Linked DNA regions of Gossypium arboreum: region 1 is linked to region 2. A link is a contact called in public Hi-C data. All regions are on one chromosome and are shown on one strand. The core of a region is the stretch at or near the end of the contact, and the rest is flanking DNA. Distances in the headings are between cores, read along the strand shown. Region 1 holds the start of LOC108484204 (40S ribosomal protein S12-like). Region 2 holds the start of LOC108486335 (reticulon-like protein B21).

Region 1 (5,330 bases), core at 505-3,004, 300 kb before region 2:
AAAAACAAACAATTACCCATAATAAATATACACATGAAAAATCCAACCTCTAATGTCAACAAACAAATCTAGACAGACATGTTTTCCATAGCATTAGGTTGCTGAGATTAATTTAGAAACAAATTTTTGTGTTCAATGCATAGCATTAAAGCCTTTAGAATCTAAGCCAACCAAAAGGAGAGAGAACAATAACAATGTTTATATAAGGTTAACTTTAAGAGAGATGGATATGGCTTGTGCTATTTTTTTATGGGTGAACTACACCATAAGTCCTTTTATTATCTGTAAATTATAATTTTAATTTATTTCTTTTTAATCTTTATACTTTTGAAATTTTAATTCTAATAAAAATGAAGTTATCAAATCATTATGTTGAGTCTTGTTATTTCCAAGGTCTTATACGACAAATATAGTTTTGAAGTGATGGATGCAGTGCCTACCAAAGGTGACATTGCGAGAAGAACAACAAAAACAAAAAGTAGAATAAATTGTTTATGCAAATCGATTTTCCTTTGTTTGCGAAGTCTAGCTCAATGAGTAAATTCACTATCTGGCAACCAAATACAACAAGTGGTTTAAGTTCTATCACACTCTTGTATAACAACCTTTCTTTTGTACTTAAAAATCTAAATCAATCACTTCTAAGTTTTTCACTGAAAACGTGAAAACTTAGACTGCAAAACCATGCAACTAATTTGTTTTACTCTCTTAATGCGCTCACTAGAATAAGTTCCTCAATGAACATAAAGTGTTATTAACTCTCAATACAAGAACTATACAAGTCTCTTCAAATATATAAGAGTTTGAGACTAGCTATTATACTAGATCTAATACAATCAATTCCCTTACAAAACTACAGGTAAAATAACATAAATATCGTATGACAATGAAGTCTAAGATAAGTAGGATTGATTGAGATAAGTCTTCAATGCAGTCTCGATATGACCTCCATAATTCAAGGAATTTAATTGCTTCATGTGATCCAATCCTCAAGATAGGTTACTTTAAATGGATTGATCTTCATAGAAGGACTATCACATTTCTGCAATATTAGCATGATTCACATTCAAAATTTTTGTTTCAAAAATTGCCAACTTTAAACATGGAAAGTTATAAAGTCTGTCGCAGTGTTAGCTCAATGATCACTTTCATTAACATTGCACAAGCCACTTCAAGTATACTTGCCTTAACAAATATTATCACATGTGTCATGTCATTTAAACTTGTTATTTCTACATATTACTCATAAAAAAAATTTAATTGGTAGATTTAATGATTATTGTTTTATGTTAAGATTGAAATTTCAAATTTTAAAATGTATGAGGACTAAAATGAACAATATTGGAGAAAATGGACTAAACCTACAAACTTTATGCATTAGTAGAAGAATTTAACCAAAGGAATTTAAATGTTAGCATATGAATCAAGATTGAAATTTTAAAATTCAAAAAATACAAAGACTAAAATTAACAATTTAAAAGTACAAATACTAAATCAACTACTTACGATGCATGATTAATAGTAAAATTAATCAAAAGGATATAACTGATACTATTTGGATTATGATTAAAATTTTAAAATTAAAAATATAGTGACTAAATTTGACTAATTTAAAAGTATAATAATCAAATTTATAATTTAAAAAGTATAATAATCAAATTTATATCTTACACATAATACATGGACTAATAACAAAATTTAACCTTTGCAAAGCCCAATTGAAAGAGGGGAGCCCAAAGGACCCAATTAAAAGATTGAAAGAAATAGGGCTTCGTTTATAAGAATCCCTTCTCTAATATTGCCAAACCCTTCCCCATTCCTTCGCCACCCAGCTGCTGCAAATTATCTCTCGTGGGTTCGCCGCTCTACATATTTCTGTTCTTTAGCTTTCGCTGTTTTTAGATTAGCCAAAAGATCCGGTTCCATTAACGCTGTCTTTTTCTTCTTGTTTTACCAGGAAACAGTACCTCCGGTTCCAACTTCAGCTCAAAAATATGTCAGGGTAAGCAACAATTTATCCCTTTTTAAAGGTTTCAAGGCCGTTTTCATTACACTATCACATAAATTTTAATCTTTTTGTTGGGTTTGTTCTGATTTCTCCATATGAAATTCGAATTGCTTTGCATTCTCATTATATACCCTTTGGGTTTGTTTGAATTGTTTATTTTATTTCAGATTTTATTATTATTCGGAAGTTTTATCATGATTAGGGACAACTTTTTATTTTTATTTTAATGTATTTATGTTGTGTTCGTGCTGCTTGCTCTTGCAGGGAAGAAGTTGCGGTTGGCCAACCCGAGGCGGCGCCTGCACTCGGTGAGCCAATGGACATCAACACAGCCTTGCCACTTGTGGTTAGGAAGTCACGAGCTCACGGTGGTCTCGCACGGGGCTTACATGAAGCTGCTAAGGCAATTGAAAAGCACAATGCGCATCTTTGCGTTATAGCTGATGACTGCGACCAGCCGGACTATGTTAAGCTGGTCAAGGCACTTTGTGCTGATCATAATGTTAAAGTGCTACGTGCCCCGAGCGCAAAAACACTCGGCGAGTGGGCTGGTGTAAGTGGCATTTTGTTGCTTGTTTATGTTTGAATTATTTCCTTGTGATCAGAACATGCTGAGGGTGCTGTACTGATACTGCTTGTTCATGATATGTTGAGTAGTTATTAGTTTTGGGAGACATTAAGTTAGAAAGTCAAATTGAAAGGGACTACTATTTCTGTAAATGCCGGTATTGTCAAGGCACGATTGCATCTTGTGCCTTAGCACTAGAAAACAATAGCTTCTTAGGTCCTTTTTGGCAAGTGCCATTTGATTAGGCACCTGCCCAATGTGCCTAGGTGTGCTTTTTTGCAAGGCAGTAGGCGTAAAATTTAATCTTGTCTGATTGAAGTCCATTTAAATTTCCTTTATTTTTCAAAATTTTCAATAGATATATCTTTACTAGTAAGAAAGGGTCAGTACTAAATTTTCTACTTCTCAATATTTGAATATTCGACAATAGGCATGCACCATAAGAAAATCATGCATATTGAGCAATAAAAAAAGTTGCTGTTTTGTATATATTTATATACAAAAACACACATGCATATGTAATGCACTTCACTCAGACTAGCACTCTTTTTGGCACCTTGTGCCCGAGGTAGTATAAGGGTTGTAGCTCCTAAAGTGTGCCTTGGACCCTTGAAAACTGGTAAATGCTAATTGTGTTCATCTGTACATGCAGTTGTGTAAGATAGACTCTGAGGGTAAAGCACGAAAGGTAGTTGGTTGTTCCTGCGTAGTTGTGAAGGTATGAGCATGTACCTGGGAGTACAATCTTGTTTTGCTTACAGAAATATTTGTCTAATCAAATTCGTTCTTTCTTCTAACCTTATTTTCCGTTTTAAATCATTTCTATTGCCAAGCAATATTTAGAAAACTTGAGTACATGTTCTTGACTCATTATTGTTGGGATCTATGGTTCTTTCTTCTGCAGGATTATGGTGAACAACATGAGGCCGTCGAAGTTGTTCAGCAGCACAAGGACTAGGTGACCGGAAGATGGTTTCTTTGGTAAAATCAAAGCGATTTTTCTGGGCCATTTATTTATTTTTGATAGTAAACTGTGGATTAATATGCCTGAGAATTTCTTTTTTCTTTTTTCCGAAGTTGTTGCAATGCTGAACTGCTCGGTGTTTCTTAAATATGCTAGGCTTTTTTTCCCTTTACTAAATTATGTGTTTAGTAGGAGCAAGCCATTTGGAAATCCAACAATTTTATCAGATGTTTTGTCCTCTATTTATGACAAACCAGTTCAAGTTTGCGTTGTTAATGGGGCTAGGACCCATAGCTAAGCTCGATCCAAATTGTCTGTCCGGTTATAACATTGTTATTGGTTCATGGACTTAGTTTCATGCTTGACTATTGAAATTGCTTTTCTATGGTGGGGCAGTGAAAGTAGCCAAATCAATAGGAGGGAGAGAATTTAGGTTCAAACTCTGGAAATGACATTGGTGGAAGCAGCAGCCATAAACTCTGAAAGGGTTAGCTTTTATGAACTGAAAAACAAATATTTATGGACCATAAAATGGAAAAATAATTTGTTAAAGACAATCAAATTATAATATGTTAGGACATCTATTTTACCGGGTTTAGTCGAGCTCGAGCGTTGTTTTTAAAACTAGTCTATGATTTTTGTTTGATTCTTTCTGATTCATCAGCAGCTTATTTTATATTACTTTTAACATATTTTTATATTTGTAAAAAATGCAACTGTCTATTTCGTTGGTAAAAGTTTATGAAAGTTGATTGGAGAATTAAAATCATTATTCAGAAAAACTAAAATATTTTTGTTTAATTAACTTAAGCATAATGCGAAAAGATAAATTCTTCCAAATACAATTTTTTTCTATGGGTTTTTGATATAATAAGTATGAAATAAATTTTGAATATCTTAAAATTTTTTGAATAATTTCATTATAGGTTTTGATTATATTTGTTTTTTTTGACACAATGTTTAGAATTATCTATAGTTCTTTTTAACTCATAAATATGAGGAGAATACGTTTTAAATCTGTCTTCTTGGATTAATAACAATGCTTTATATACGACTATCTATTTTTTAATGATAAATTATTTCAAAATTTTAATAAAATAAATTCAACTTAATATTATCTACTTTAAGTGATAAGTAGTTATCTATATACTTGTGTTATTTAATATTTTATTTTTAAAAATTAGAATGAGTATCAAACTCCTTAGTTTAAATGCAAATATTTCGTAAAAAATTATTTGACGGATTTTTTAATTATGAAGATTTGGATTTAACTTTGACACCATGATTTTATTCTCAAAGAGTATATTATAATTTTTGTGAATTTCAAATTTGAAGTAATGTAGATAAACAAATCAAATGAATTCAAATAAAGTCTGCTTGAATTAATCTTTAAGTATTAAAAATTTGAAATTAAGCTTCCAACTCGATATATTCGATTACAACCTAGTTGGGTTACTTTTTCATGAAAAAGAACATGAGAGCCAGATTTAACAAAAAAGTCCAATCTCCCATTTAGTTAATTTAATATTAATTAAGCTTTCTAGTAATTCTCTTCAAGTTTTTTATTTGTTCGTTCCATGTTTATTCGAACAAGAACGAATTTTTTACTTGGGCCATGAAAGGATTCAGCCTCTTTGATGTTAGTTGTTCATTGTCTACAAGATTGTGACATATTTGACAAAGCATCAATTTGGTTCGACTAAGATTCTCAAGTGTTTCAATAAATCGTTGTGATGGTCATGAATTTATTGGATAATAATTGAGTTCTTATCTTTATCTTTTAGAGTATA
Region 2 (5,498 bases), core at 40-2,539:
CTGAGTTTGGGGGAAACTTTGATAATGGTAATCGTCATCTGCAATTTATTCCAAGCAATAAGGTCATTAGCAACATTCATTTAGCACTAAAAGAGAGTTGCTTATCTCAATATAGCATCAAATGGGAACACAAAACTTACAAAGGGTAGCATTCTTTACTACTGGTGGTGGCTGCTTGTTAAGAGTTGGAGAAAATGGTGCAGCTTTGTTAGGGAATTGACTAGTATTCTTCACTCCATTAGTAACTGTGCTAGGCTTGTTATCTTCTTGCAACTTTTTCACTTCATTTACAGCTTTATTGGGCTTCATTTCATTAGGAACTTTGTTAGGCTTCTTCTCCACCTCTGGTACATTCATTTCCTTAATATCAAAGCTTTTCTTTTCATCCCCAACATCCTCCATTTCTTCATCTTCTTCATCATCACCATTGCTTGAAATGACCATTTCTTGGCACACACCAAACTCTTTGCAATGCTCCTCCCACTCAGATTCATACTTCAAGTTTTCATTTGAGTCCTTGTCACTCCCTTCAATTTTTTCATCATCAAAAACTAAAACTTTATCATCATTTCCATTTTCATTACAAGATTGAGCTGAGGCCTTCACTGAATTCCCCTCTATTCCCTCGCCTGATTCAATGCCATCTTTGCTGCTCATCTCAACACCCTTTTTAGCAACATCAGATCTTAGCTTCTTACTATGAATTGGGGTTCTCTCAATTCCATCAACAGATTTACTAAGATCCCTAATCCCTTTCTTGACCTGAATGGGAACCTTCTTAATCCTATCAACAGACAAGCTCAAGTCTTTGCAATGCTCCATGGATTTTCCTTTAGCTACCCTAATTTGGTTCTTCTCCAACCCTTCAAAGCTTTCACTTTTCCATGTCTTTCTCTTCCCACTAACACCTACACCCCCAAAGGTTTGCCCTTTCTTCAAGCTCAACCTTTTATTACCACCAGCATTGTTTCCCTCACCATTGCCGTTTTCTTCTTCATTGAAGACCTTGATCCCACCTTTGAATTCATCACTTTTCATCCTGGTTTCCCACACTGAGCCTGCAACAACACTGCTTTTACCTCCTGTTCTTCTGCTATTACTTGAATCCATCTCTTTTGCCCTCCTATTTATCTCACTTTCTATTTACCCTTTGTGGGAAACAACTCCTACTGGGACATGGGTGTTACAATTATTGGATAAGAAGCTTTAAATTGAAGAAATGGAGGTCTTTGTGGGATCAAACAATGACAGAAAAAAGAGAGGTATATATGAGTGAATTGCCAGGGAGGGGGGGGGGGGGGAACTGGGTTTCCTTCATTTTTACTCGGGTTTAATTTTGCTCTCAGCCCCTATACTTTTAAGACTTTTAAAATTAAATCCCTGTACAATTCTAATTGATAACATAAATAGTAGATTTCTGTTAAATTTTATTAATGTGTGGCCTTATGATATTCAGAGTTCTTACTTAGAAAATAAAGTTAAGTTGATATCACATGTTGAAATGAGATAGTGATATTAGTTAGACTTGATTTTTAGTGCAATAAAAATGTGGCATTTGTCGTTTTTTTCTTTTAAGGAACATGTGTCATTTTTATGGACAATCTTTTTAATAAAATAGACAAAAATCATAGTTTATATGTTAAAATGAGAAAAAAAGTTTAAATAATAAAGTGAAGAAAACGTTATATTTGGAGACTTAAATTAGACTAGTAGAAAGGTTAAATTATTGAAATAAAAAACAAAGGACTGAATATAAAAAGTATAAAAAGTACAGGGACTGAAAGACAAAATTAGAGGTTTTAATTATTGTTGGATTTTGGGTAAAGAGAATTAGAAGATTTTACATACATGGTGTTACGGATTTTTCTTTCTTTTTCTTTTTGCAGAAGTATTCTCTCTCAAAAGGATATGTAAGACTGTGAGTTAACACTGCAATTTCACATTGTCCTTACTGAAAAAGGGCTTACTTTGGATCTGAGGCAACAATTATCAAATTTTGTGCATATGAATAACAAAATCCCAAAAATGTCAAAATTATGGTTTTGGTTCCCTACTATATTTAAATTTTAAATTTTAAATTTTAATATAATCTTTTATTTTTATAATGTAATTAATTCATCTAAATAATTATCGCGTTAAATTATTTTGATCAAAATATCATTTTGGAATTTTGTTAAAATCAATATGAACATAATATGTTGGAAGAGATGTACTATTTCCTACTGCAATAATTCAACATTTTAGATAATGTCGAGGAAATATTTTATATATAAATTAAGATTTAAAATATTTATAATAGTATTAGTAAGTTTAAACAGTTTCTATCAATAGTATTAAGAAGTAAAGAACTGAAGAAGAGCAGCAAAATGTGTTACCAAGGTATTAGAAGATTAAATTAAGAAGGACTAAAACAGCAATTAAATCATGCATTTTTATTTTTTAAATTATGAAATAAGGTCCCACCTACCCCTTTCTGTTAAACAAGCATGTGACACCATCTCGTGGCAAGAGATGGTGCCTTCATATAATTGTCACCGACACCCTTTTACTCATTTTATTAACTTTGGATAATATTTTGTTATAAAGCAATTCATCCAAATCATTTTAAATATGAAAATATTTATTTTGCAAAAGTGAGCTAGATTCAAGATTTGGACAAAGATGGGGGATTTGTGTGCAAGTGCCATGATTAATTAATCAACCTTATTTTTCAAGTTCTCAAAAGTAATTATATATGAAAATTAGAGCATACAATAAATAATAATAATAATAATAATAAGTATAATTTGAAATTAGTTGTAACAAATGAAACATATATGATATTAAATTATGAGTAAAAATAAAATTTAAATACAAAACACATCAAATTGAAAATACTAAATGGATACAATTGTTTATCATTGTATTGTTATGGATCGTGAGTTAGTCTCAAGTTAATTTGTAACACTAACTTAATGAACAACATCATTAATATTAGAAACTTTATCACATGTGTATTTGTGTAGAAATCAAATACTTAAAACGACATTTATACAAAAAAAAACACACATGAAATTAACACAACAATATTATTTTACAAATACACTAGTTTTTTGGTACTTCCATGATTCAATTAGGACTCAATTGATGGGTGACACCAACTTAATAAAAGACTTAAAAATAGTATAGATGCACAAATATATAAAAAAATATATATTTATTAAAGTTTCATATAAAAACAAAAAAAAATTGCATTAAAATAATTGGCAAATGAAAATGTTTTACATGCATGGTGTTCTTGGCTTGAATCTCATCATGGATAATTTTTATCTGAGTTATAAAATGTAAAAATATAAAAATACTCATATAATCATATATTTTACTTAGCAAATGAATTAGTTTTTTTTTTTTTTTTATAATTCCCTAATTGAGTTAGAGCCTAGTTGATAGGTAACACCAACTCAATAAAAGACTTAATAAATAATATAGATAAAGATTAATTGCATAATATGTTCCTTAAATATGGTCAACTTTAAAATTGATCCCTAAACTTTCAAAACGTACCAAATGATCCTCAAAGTAAAAATCATTCCAATTAAGTCCTTCCACCATCATGAATAAGACATATTTGAAAATATTTGTAATAGTAGTTTAAGGATTGAATTAAAATGTTTTGAAGTTCAAGAATAAATTTAGAATTCAACTCGTAGTTTAGGGATGATTTATGAAATTAACCCTAACATAAATATACTTACAGATTTTGATATTTATATTTTAGTAGTACTTTGACTTTTATAATATCATTAAATAATTCAAATATTAAACAGTATTAATTGCATAGGTAAAATGTCAACCTCAACTTTTTCTTAAAAATACTTTTTCAAAGTAATTTCTAAGAAAAGTCTCACATCAATTATTTTAGGTAAAATATTAATAATGTTAGCGGTTATAAAAGTAACGGGTCAAAATTTATTAAATTAAAATATAAAGATTAAATTTTTAAATTTTATATAATAAATAATAATAAAAATCAAAATATGGAAGCTCTCAATTGATAAGTAAATGGAAATAAAAGCGAGGGAGACGAAGATGCAAATCTATAGAAGTGGTGGATTTAGGGTTGTAACAACCAAAATTCATTTGGAATTTACTTAAATTAAAGAATAATAATAATATAAAGTATAGAGTAGGCAGTCCCCAATTTTGTTCCGTTTAAGGCACGTGACTCGCATCGCACGCCTCCAAAGTCACGCTACCAATTTATTCTACACATGTTCACTTTGGTCAAATTCTCATTTCAGTCCTACTACAATGTACCATTTTTTACTTTAATATAACATAATTTTTTAAAAGAAATTTAGTTATAGCCCAGAAAATTCAATTCAGAAAAATATTAAAAAAATAAAAATTAATAGATTCAGCTCAAAATAAAATTGCTTTAAAATGAAAAGGTAAACTACACTTAAGATCACTCAACTATTAGTCACTTAACATTTTGGTCCATTAATTTCAAAAAGTTACAAAATGATCACTAAATTATTCAAAAATTTTCATTACTAGATTGTTAAATTTGTTGGTGTATAACCTTCTCTATATGCAATACCACGTGAAGTGAAAGTTGTCTTTCCCCTTCTCTTTAACAGTTCAAATTTTCTTTATAAAACAACTTTAAACGACATAAATCTACGAACTAAAATCTAAATAGCTTTCTTCTTCAATCTTTGATTATCTAATCAACTAAGATTTAAAATATATTCCTCTACTAGTTGATGGGTACTAATTTACTATTACAATCTTTGAATCGCCGCTTGGAGTTACTAACCAAACTTCTTTAAAAAAACTTCATAACCCAAAGAATTCAAATAAAAATATTTTAAATAGTTTATGACCATTTTGTAACCTTTTGAAATTAAGTGACTAATATGTAAACTTCCTAAAAGCTTAATAGTTCTAGGTGGAATATACCCTAAAAAAAAAGCGATACGGGCGACGGCCAGCGAGGCATAGTTTTATTTGGGCAAGAAAAGATGGGGTTTTTTTACCCCAATATTATAAAAAAAAATTTATACACCAAAATAGGTTGTCAGTCAGATTAATTACGAAAATGGTATACTTTTTGGGGTTGTGCCTACATGTGCACAACCTATTATTTATTATTATTTTTTTGTTTTAAAAATTATTATTATATTATTTTAATATTTATATTAATATATGGATAAAATATGAGTTTTATACGGATAAAAATACTAAGCAATTCGAGGCACATCGGTGAATTACTAGTCGTGCCTAACAGAGCACAACACCTGCACATTTCCCTTTTCTTTCTTTGCATTTTACAAAAATTGGTCTTATATCACTTTTGGTCCCTCTACTAGGCCTAAAATTAAAATTTAATCTTTATACTTGAATTTCTACAATAATATTTGGTCCTATTTTTATAATTTTTTCCAAATAATTAATATTGTTAATTACTCATTAAAGTTTTTAACGTGTTTTTTAAGAATATTAGTTTAACAAAA

What was found. A called contact is a pair of places that touch in the nucleus more often than the background predicts.
Region 1: a contact with region 2 is called in a Hi-C map of leaf, with 4 times the contacts expected there. The contact joins the promoter of LOC108484204 here to the promoter of LOC108486335 in region 2. A contact is called at or near these places in 3 of 5 Hi-C or Micro-C datasets (all in leaf).

Annotation. Positions count from the first base shown.
Region 1 is chr6:104,284,070-104,289,399 of ASM2569848v2, reverse strand. LOC108484204 (40S ribosomal protein S12-like) reads left to right here and starts at 1,754. Exons shown (of 5, transcript XM_017787905.2): 1 at 1,754-1,851; 2 at 1,958-2,002; 3 at 2,273-2,561; 4 at 3,229-3,294; 5 at 3,481-3,816. The coding sequence starts at 1,995. The coding sequence ends at 3,534.
Region 2 is chr6:103,980,677-103,986,174 of ASM2569848v2, reverse strand. It overlaps LOC108486335 (reticulon-like protein B21), which reads right to left and starts at 1,289. Exons shown (of 9, transcript XM_017790338.2): 1 at 141-1,289; 2 at 1-38. The coding sequence starts at 1,110.